Linked DNA regions of Macaca mulatta: region 2 is linked to region 1. A link is a contact called in public Hi-C data. All regions are on one chromosome and are shown on one strand. Each heading gives the region's core, a stretch centred on a gene start, on an enhancer-like site or on the middle of the called end of the contact. The rest is flanking DNA. Distances are from core to core; before and after follow the strand shown. Region 1 holds the start of DYNLRB1 (dynein light chain roadblock-type 1). Region 2 holds the start of AHCY (adenosylhomocysteinase).

Region 1 (4,640 bases), core at 2,015-4,514:
CTAAAAACAGCCCTCTTGTGATTTTTCTTCTAATTCAGACCTGTTCTTCTATTTGTCTTCCATATCATAGCAACCAGTACCACACCCATATTCACTTAATACCAAAACAACTGTCAACATTTATCACTATGTGCAGGACACTGGTAGATACGCTATGTGCAGTGTCACTTAGTCTTCCTGTTGTTGAGTATGATTATATCTGTTTTACAAGAAAATAGAGGCTCAAGATGATTCAATCATGTCCACAACTATTAAGTAGAAAGAGTACAGATTGGAATCCAGGATGGTTTGACTCTATAAAGCATGCATACTTTACCATTTTGTTGTGCTGCTACTTACCACAACACTGGGAATCTAATATGACCAATTTTGCCATTCCATTTAATTTGTCTCCAAATCCTATTCCCAAAACTTTTTTTTTTTTTTTGAGGTGGAGTCTCGCTCTGTTGCCCAGGCTGGAGTGCAGTGGCACAATCTCAGCTCACTGCAACCTCCGCCTCCCAGGTTCAAGTAATTCTGTCTTAGCCTCGTTAGTAGGTATGATTACAGGCGCCCACCACCACCCTGGGCTAATTTTTTGTATTTAGTAGAGATGCGGTTTCACCGTGGTCTTGATCTCCTGACCTCGTGATCTACCCACCTTGGCCTCCCAAAGTGCTGGGATTACAGGCATGAGCCACCACGCCCGGCCCCAAAACTTTTTAAAATCCCTTCTCTCAGAGTTTACAACATTGCCACAGCCCACATGCTTCCTTCCTAATCTGGCTGACCATAAGGGCATCCTGTCTTCATTTTTCCATCCTCCCTGCTCCAGTATATCTTCTGTGCTACCTCAGGATTATCTGTGGAAGTCCTGTCTCATGCCTCCTCTACCTAAAATCTTACAGTGGTTTCACCATTACCACAGTATAAAACTTTTTTTTTTTTCTTTTTTGAGACAGAGTCTCATTCTGTCACCCAGGCAGATGGCAGTGGCGCAATCTCAGCTCACTGCAGCCTCCGCCTCCTGGGTTCACGCAATTCTCCTGCCTCAGCCTCCCGAGTAGCTGGGATTACAGGCACACACCACCACGCCCAGCAAATTTTTTGTGTATTTTTAGTAGAGACGGGATTTCACTATGTTGGCCAGGCTGGTCTCGAACTCCGACCTCGTGATCCGCCCGCCTCAGCCTCCCAAAGTGCTGGGATTACAGACGTGAGCCACCGCGCCCGGCCAAAGCTCTTAAAGCTTGTAAGCCTGCCACTCCGGGACATTCTTGGTCCTATTCCAGCTCCTCCTCCATTCTCATTTTGACTCCCATCATATGAACTATTGGCCATTCTCTTTTTTGCTTCTGGGATTGTAATCTTTTAAAATCCTTTCATTCCTCTCAGTCTGGTTCTCCATGGGCAAGAAGGTGGTGATTCTTCCAGGGCTTGTCTTCCAGAATGTTTTAGGGTCCAGTCTCTGCAGCACTTTTTCCCCTTGCTAAATGCTTTCCTAATGTTTCCAGCATTCAATAGAAATTCCTTTGGATCCAGTCCTTTTAAAAATTTATTTTGAAATAAGTTTACATTTACAGAGCTGTTGCAAAAATGGTAAGAGTTCCTGCACAGTCTTCCCCCAGCTTTCTCCAATATTATGATCCCACATAACCATGCTAGTAGAATTACCAGAAATAATAAATTAACACTGGTAAAATAACACTAAACTACAGCCCTTACTCATATTTCACCAATTTTCCCACCAATGTTATTTTGCTTTCTCTTTACTCTTCTAATCTGTGACAGTTCCGCATTCATTCCTTGCTTTCATGACTTTTTGAGATTTTGCGGGGAGTACAGGTGTCTTGTAGAACATCCCTCACACTGGGTTTAGTGAAGTTTTCTCATGGTTTAAGGCTTTGCGTTTTTGTGGAAAATGACTTGGAGGTAATTTGCCCTCAACGTATTTTTATCGGGGCACAAGGCATCAATATGTCCCCTTTCCAGTAATACTAACTTTGATCTGATTAAGGTGGTGTCGGCTAGGTTTCTTCGCAGTAAAGTCAATCCTCTTAACATGCAGACACCCCTGGAAGGAGAACCAAATCCTTCCTCACTGAAGAGCAGCTACCGTGGAATGAAACTTTGGAGTTAGATCATCGTTGAATCCAGCAAGCTACAGTGCCTGGGAGAAACAGCATTTATAAAGTATCGGGGTTACCGATACTTCCATGAAGCTACGGAGATAACCTATGTGCGTGTTCAGCACAGTAATGTGGCACAGGGTTCACTAAGCTGCAGCACGTTTTAACAGAAGTTATTCTTACTAGAGGACCCAGAAACGTTTGTGACCTGCGGGAATAGAATGTTAAAGAGCGGAAACCGGGACAACATTGGGCTCTGGGAAGAAGAGTCCCCCTTTCAGAGGTGAGAACAAAATAGAGAACAAAGCTGTGAAGTGGCTTCTGCTACGTAACGCGGGGCGGGGCTGAGTTCGGATTCGAAAGACTCCCAGGCCAGCCCTAACCAATTCATCTCCGAGCTTGCACGGCATCTTCCCCGGAGACTCCAGAGGTACCTGACTCCAGCCCCACCCCTGACCTGCCCGAGCCCAAAGCGCATTTTGGCCCTGGGCCTGTCTCTGCCTCAGTCAGGGCGCAAAGGGGGTCTCAGCAACGGTCCCACTTGCCTTCATACTCTCCCACCACGCTCCACCCAGGGACTTCAGAGTCAGCTTAGACCTCCATTGAGAGCTAAAAGCCTCTTCCGATACCGAGAACCAGCATTTTTTTTTTTTTTTTTTTTTTTTTGAGTCAGGGTCTCTTGCTCTGTTGCCCAGGTTGGAGTGCAGTGGCGCAATCTCGGCTCACTGCAGCCTCGAACTCCTGGTCAGGCGATCCTCCCACCTCAGCCTTCGGAGTAGCTGGGACTATTGGGGCGCGCCACCATGCCCGGCTAGTTTTGTTTATTTTTTAGTAGATAAGGGGTCGCTCTCCATGTTGCCCAGGCTGGTCTCGAACTCTTGGACTCAAGCAATCCTTCCGACTGTCCTCCCAAAGTGCTGGGATTACAGGCGTGAGTCACCGCGTCCAGCCAGAACCAGCATCTTTTCTGCACGGCTGGAGTTGGGAATTTTCCGCAGCTTAGCGTTCCGCTTCTTAGCTTTTTGCTTTCCCACAGTGGAAAGCAAATTTTCCAAGAGTCCTGGCGGAGCCAGGATCGTCTCGCCCGCCTCCGCTTCACGCTGGCTCCTGATAGGCAGCTAGAGCTGTCCGTTTTGACAGAAACCTGTGCGCAGGCGCAGAAAGGCACGGGACTGGGCTGGGTGTTCGCTACGCGGGGCTACCGGATCGGTCGGAAATGGTGAGCGTGCGCCGGGGGCTTGTGGCTGGCGGCTGCCCACCACCCCACGCCAGGCCTTCAGTCCTCTGAGGATGAGGAGATCTCAGAGCTCCGGACGGGAATCGGTGGGGGCTGGGCGTGGCCGGGCCCGGGACCCAGCCGACTTGAGGGCGGAACCCGGCGGCGGAGGCCTCTAGAGCCTGACCGAGGCGGGGCCGCCGGATCCCGCTGCCCCTTTACCGGAAGCAGGAGCCTGGCCTTGGCCAGGAAGAGATGATGGGCTAGGGGTGGGCAGCGGCCCTGCAGCCTAGCGTCCTGGGTCTTGTTGCGCGATGGCAACCTTACTAACGTTTCCCGGGAGCTCAGTTTGTGGCAGGCTCTGCCAAGCACTTTATGTGTCTTGTATTTCCTCCCCCCTCCTCCTCCTAGCTCTGTGAGGTAGATATGATCTTTAGTCCCATTTTGTTACACATATCTGTTATCCAGAGCCCCGAGAAGCCAAGTGCTTTGCCCCAGGAAATGGTGGAGGTGGATTTGAACCCTAGAAGCTTGACGGCCGCCACTCTGTCGGCGTGATTTTTCTAGCCGCTGGGACTGGGTGGGTGCCAGAGTCAGGAACGGGCGGGGTCCGCTCTTGGGGATCCCAAAGCCGCCTTTTTACCTTTCTGGCTGCAGTTGTGGGCTCTCTACGCCATTACAGGTTTTGTGTTTTTAATCCTCACAGCTTGTGCAAAATTTGAAAAAAAGTTTTAAATTTTAAGCCATGTGAGTGTATTACTTTTTCAAAAATCTTATTTAGAAATCTAGAGCTTATAAGAAAAAATCGAAAAAAGAAACTGTCATCATCTAGGGGCAACCACTTACAGTAGTCATGTGACTCTTTGCTTGTTCTTGGTTTATACAGTTTAGCCCCTATTGAATGTACAATTGTGGGTTCTGTGTTTTTCATTATTACACCACAAAGAATATCTCCACGTCATTACAAACATGTAATAATGCTTAAAATATGTATAACTTCATTTTTCACATCACTTAAGCTGTAAAAAAATTGATATATAATAGTTGTACATATTTATGTTGTAGATATACATGTAATATTTTGATACATGCATATGATGTGTAATGATCAAATCAGGCTGTATTATAGAATATCCATCACCTCAAACATTCATTATTTCCTTTTTTTTTTTTTTTTTTTTTTTTGAGATGGAATCTCGCTCTGTCACCCAGGCTGGAGTGCAGTGGCACCATCTTAGCTCACTGCCACCTCTGCCTCCCAGGTTCAAGTGATTCTCCCGCCTCAGCCTCCTGAGTAGCTGGGACTACAGGCGCCC
Region 2 (4,469 bases), core at 443-2,942, 220 kb before region 1:
CAGTTTCATGCTCTATCAGGGGATAATGTCCACCTCTATGAAGATTATTCTGTAAACACATGTAAATCACCAGATATACAGCAAGTGTCCCATAAACGTGGATGCCATTCTCCAGACTTGATAGTGTCTTTTTTTTTTTTTTTTTTTTGAGACAGGGTCTTGCTCTGTTGCCCAGGCTGGAGTGTGGTGGTGCAATCTCGGCTCACTGTAACCTCCGTTTCCCAGTTCAAACAATTCTCCTGCCTCAGCCTACCAAGTAGCTGGGATTGAAGGCGCCCGCCACCACGCCCGGCTAATTTTTGCGTTTTTAGTAGAGATAGCGTTTCACCACGTTGGCGAGGCTGGTCTCAAACGCTTGACCTCAAGTGATTCTACCACCTGGGCCTCCCAAAGTGCTGGGATTACAGGGGTGAGCCACCACACCCGGTCTAATAGTGTCCAAGTTACTTAAAAGCTACTAGCCAGACTGAACTGGTTTTTGCTGAAAATTCATTAGGATTGTTCCGCGTGTATTCGCTTGCACACAGTGGTGAAAGGGTACGCTCAGAGGTCTAGATGGCCTGCGTTCCAATCTTGCTCCATCACCACCAGCTGTAAGACAGAGCAAGTTACCTCTGCCTCAGGATTCTCATCATAAAACAAGAACAGCTTCCCTACAGAGCCATAAGACTAAAATAAACCTAGAAGGCAGGGCCGATCCCACAGGAAACGCTAAGTAAATGTTTAACTATCCCTGTATCACACTTCAATCGGTGGGACAGCAGGATTTTTCTAACCACTCCAAATTTTCTTCAAGACTTCTGCAAGCCTGCCCCTGCTGGCGGGGTGGGGGACCCCACAGTTTGGGTAACTGGCCCAAAGTCCCAGGGGAAAGGACCGGAGCCGGCCTGGGGCTCGCTTTCCAGGCCTCTTTTCATACACCTTCCGGGGCACCAGTGCCCTCGTCGTCCCTGTAGGAGGCCCAGAGAGGGGTGGAACCTCGTCGGGGCCGCCCAGCTGGACAGGGTCCGGTCCAGGCCCAGGAGGCCGGGCGTAGGCCCCCTGAGCAGGGTCCGGCAGGTGCCAGCCGTCCCAGGCCGCGGCCAGGTGTGCTCTCCCACGGAGCACGCCGCCCGTTTGCGGCTCTCAGCCCGCGCGGCAGCCCCGGCGTCGTGGGGCATGCTGGGACTTGTAGTCCGCGGCCACCCGTAACGGCCCTCTCACGGCCGCGCGAGAACTCCAACTTCCAGGTGGCTGCGCGCGGCCAGAAACGCGCCGAACCTGCGATTCCAGGGGTCCAGAGCGCCCCGGGTCGGCCCTGCAGCCCCCGTCACGAACAAGCCCCGGGCGGGTGCCGAGCGGCAGCAACCGGCTGCAGGTCCTGGAACTCACCGACTTTGTAGGGCAGTTTGTCAGACATGCTGGAGGCGCTCGTGATAGAAACAGGCGAAGGGGGCTGGGCCTCAGTCTACGGACACGCACTGGGCGGGCGGCGCCTGGTAGGGATATACGCGTGGCGCCGGCGCCTTTAAATATCTTCCTCAACTTGCATATTCATGAGCCGCTGGGGCGGGGCCCAACGCGCAGGGCGGGGCAGGAGTCTCACTCACCGGTCCGGAAGGGAGCGCTGGGAGAGGCCTGAGAGCCAGCCCGGCCGTCCTCTCGCAGGTTCAGCCAGTTAATTCAGTGTTAAAACCCAGCGGAACTGAAATTACGCCAGTTCACTTCCCTGAGCCTCAATTTCCGGTAAAATGGGCCAAATGACACCTACCACACAGATTATTATAAGTAAAGTTGCAGGCCAGGGGCGGTTGCTCACGCCTGTGATCCCAGCCAGCACTTTGGGAGGCCAAGGCGGGAGGATCGCTTGAGCCCAGGAGTTCAAGACCAGCCTGGGCAACATAGTGAGACCTCATCTCTACAAAAAAATTTTTTTAATTAGCCGGGCGTGGTGGCGGGCGCTTGTAGTCCCAGCTACTTGGGACGCTGAGGCGGGAGGGAGGATCGCTTGAGCCTGGAGATCGAGGCTGCGTGAGCTATCATCCCACTACAGCACTCCAGTCTGGGCGAAAGAGCAAGACCCTATCTCAAAACAAACAAAAAAAAAAAGTAAAGTTGTCATTTGTCAGGTACCTACTGACATCCCAAACATTCGCCTTACTCCATGTAACCACCACCCTGAATTTAAATAAGTTTGCATACATTTCTTATACTTTTACTGCATCCGTATGTCATTAAACAGTTCTTTCTGTGTTTAAAACCTTTATGTATCAACCGTATTTACCCTTCTGCAACTTACTTTTTTCTGTGAGCATTATATTTGTGAGACTCATGCATATAGCTTGAGTATATTCATTTTTGCTGCTGTATAATTCAGTCATCCCTAGGCATGGGAAGGGGGAATTGGTTTCAGGACCCCTGTGGACTCCAAAATCCTTCTATGCTCAAATCCTTCGTATAAAATGAGGTAGTATTGGCATATAACCTACGCACATTCCCCCACACAGTTTAATCATATCTAGATTACTTATAACTAATAAAATGTAAATGTTCATGCAAATAGTTGTTTTGTAATTTGTATTATTTTTATAGTTATGGGTTTTTTTAATTGCTCTTTTCCCCTGAATTTTTCTTTTTAATGGAGTCTCGCTCTGTTGCCTACACTGGAGTGCAGTGGCACCATCTAGTCTGGCTGCAACCTCTGCCTCCCCGGTTCAAGTAATTCTCCTATCTCAGCCTCCCGAGTAACTGGGATTACAGGCACGCACCACCACACCCGGCTAATTTTGTTTTTCCTTTTTTGAAACAGAGTTTTACTCTTGTTGCCCAGGCTAGAGTGCAGTGGCATGATCTCAGTTCACTCCAACCTCCGCCTCCCAGATTCAAGCGATTCTCCTGCCTCAGCCTCCCGAGTAGCTGGGATTACAGACCACACCTGTCTAATTTTGTATTTTTAGTAGAGACGGGGTTTCACCATGTCGGTCAGGCTGGTCTCGAACTCCTGACCTCAGGTGACCCGCCAGCCTCCACCTCCCAAAGTGCTGGGATTACAGGCGTGAGCCACTGCGTCCGGCCTCTATTCATTTTTTAACCTAAAAATGAGAAAAGAAGGTCTTCTGGTCGCGCGCATGGCTCACGCCTGTAATCCTAGCACTTTGGGAGGCGGAGGCAGGCGGATCACGAGGTCAGGAGATCGAGACCATGCTGGCTAACACGGTGAAACTCCGTCTCTACTAAAAATAGAAAAAAATTAGCCGGGCGTGGGGGCGGGCGCCTATAGTCCTAGCTACTCAGAAGGCTGAGGCAGGAGAATGGCGTGAACCCGGGAGGCGGAGCTTGCAGTGAGCAGAGATCCGGCCACTGCACTCCAGCCTGGGCGACAGAGAGAGACTCCATCTAGAAAAAAATACATAAAATAAAAATAAGAATTAAGCTCTTGTATGACATAGTAAATGTTTTGGCCTCACTTGATCTGTACATCTGACCTCTGTCTGAGAGCCAATGTCATGAGGGCAGATGTCAAGCAGAGACTTCCTGAGTGAATGAGGGTCCACGCCTGGGGGGTGGGCAGCAGGGTCCTCACGCATCCCTTTCAGCATTCTGCAGTGCATTGCAGTGTGTAATGAGTCGTGTCAGTCTAACTAAACGTAGGATCATGTTACTAGGTTGTCCTATGAAACAGACAAATGGCTTCAAAATATTCCTGCAAAGAAATGGCAAGTTCCAGATACTGTGAAAATTACCAGCACAGCAAACAAGTAGAAAAGGACACAGCTAACAGGTCACTCTTTCTGGTATGAATGCTGGTCTTTGTCAGCCATGTTGTAAGGAATGTAATAAAATTTGAGAAAACAATGATCAAAAAGACACTTTGAAATATGAATTTACGGGCCAGGCGCAGTGGCTCACACCTGTAATCCTAGCACTTTGGAAGCCGGAGCGAGTGGATCGCTTGAGGTCAGGAGATCCAGACCAGCCTGGCCAACATAGTGAAACCCTGTATCTACTAAAAATACAAAAATTAGCCAGACATGGTGGCACACGTCCGTAAACTCAGCTACTCAGGAGGCTGAGGCACAAGAATCGTTTGAACCCAGGAAGTGGAGGTTGCAGTGAGCCACGATTGCACCACTGCACTCCAGCCTGGGCAACAGAACAAGACTCTGTCTCAAAAAAAAAAAGAAAAGAAATATGAATTTACATGCCCTCTCATTAATTAGTGATGACTCTCATCCTAACTGTATATTGTGCTTTGAGATATCAGCTAATGAAATATTTGCTAATATTTGTACCGTTAAGTTCATATGAACAAAACTTTGGAGACTGCTGGTCTCAGGAGAAGGTCCAAGCACCTTAGTCTGCCCTTATGCAACCTCTCTGGCAACAGAATATTCTAGCCTATGGATATATCAGAATTGATATAGCCAATTTCCTATTGTTTCAGCTTCTTTTTTGTTTGTTTGTTTTTGAGACAGAGTCTCGCTTTGTTG

Evidence for each region. A called contact is a pair of places that touch in the nucleus more often than the background predicts.
Region 2: a Hi-C map of fetal cortex germinal zone shows a contact between it and region 1, with 4 times the contacts expected there. The contact joins the promoter of AHCY here to the promoter of DYNLRB1 in region 1. A contact is called at or near these places in 6 of 14 Hi-C or Micro-C datasets (CD4 T cells, blood, cortical neurons and 3 more).

Annotation. Positions count from the first base shown.
Region 1 is chr10:87,298,378-87,303,017 of T2T-MMU8v2.0, forward strand. DYNLRB1 (dynein light chain roadblock-type 1) reads left to right here and starts at 3,265. Exons shown (of 5, transcript XR_013399800.1): 1 at 3,265-3,327.
Region 2 is chr10:87,084,447-87,088,915 of T2T-MMU8v2.0, forward strand. AHCY (adenosylhomocysteinase) reads right to left here and starts at 1,693. Exons shown (of 10, transcript XM_028828338.2): 1 at 1,590-1,693.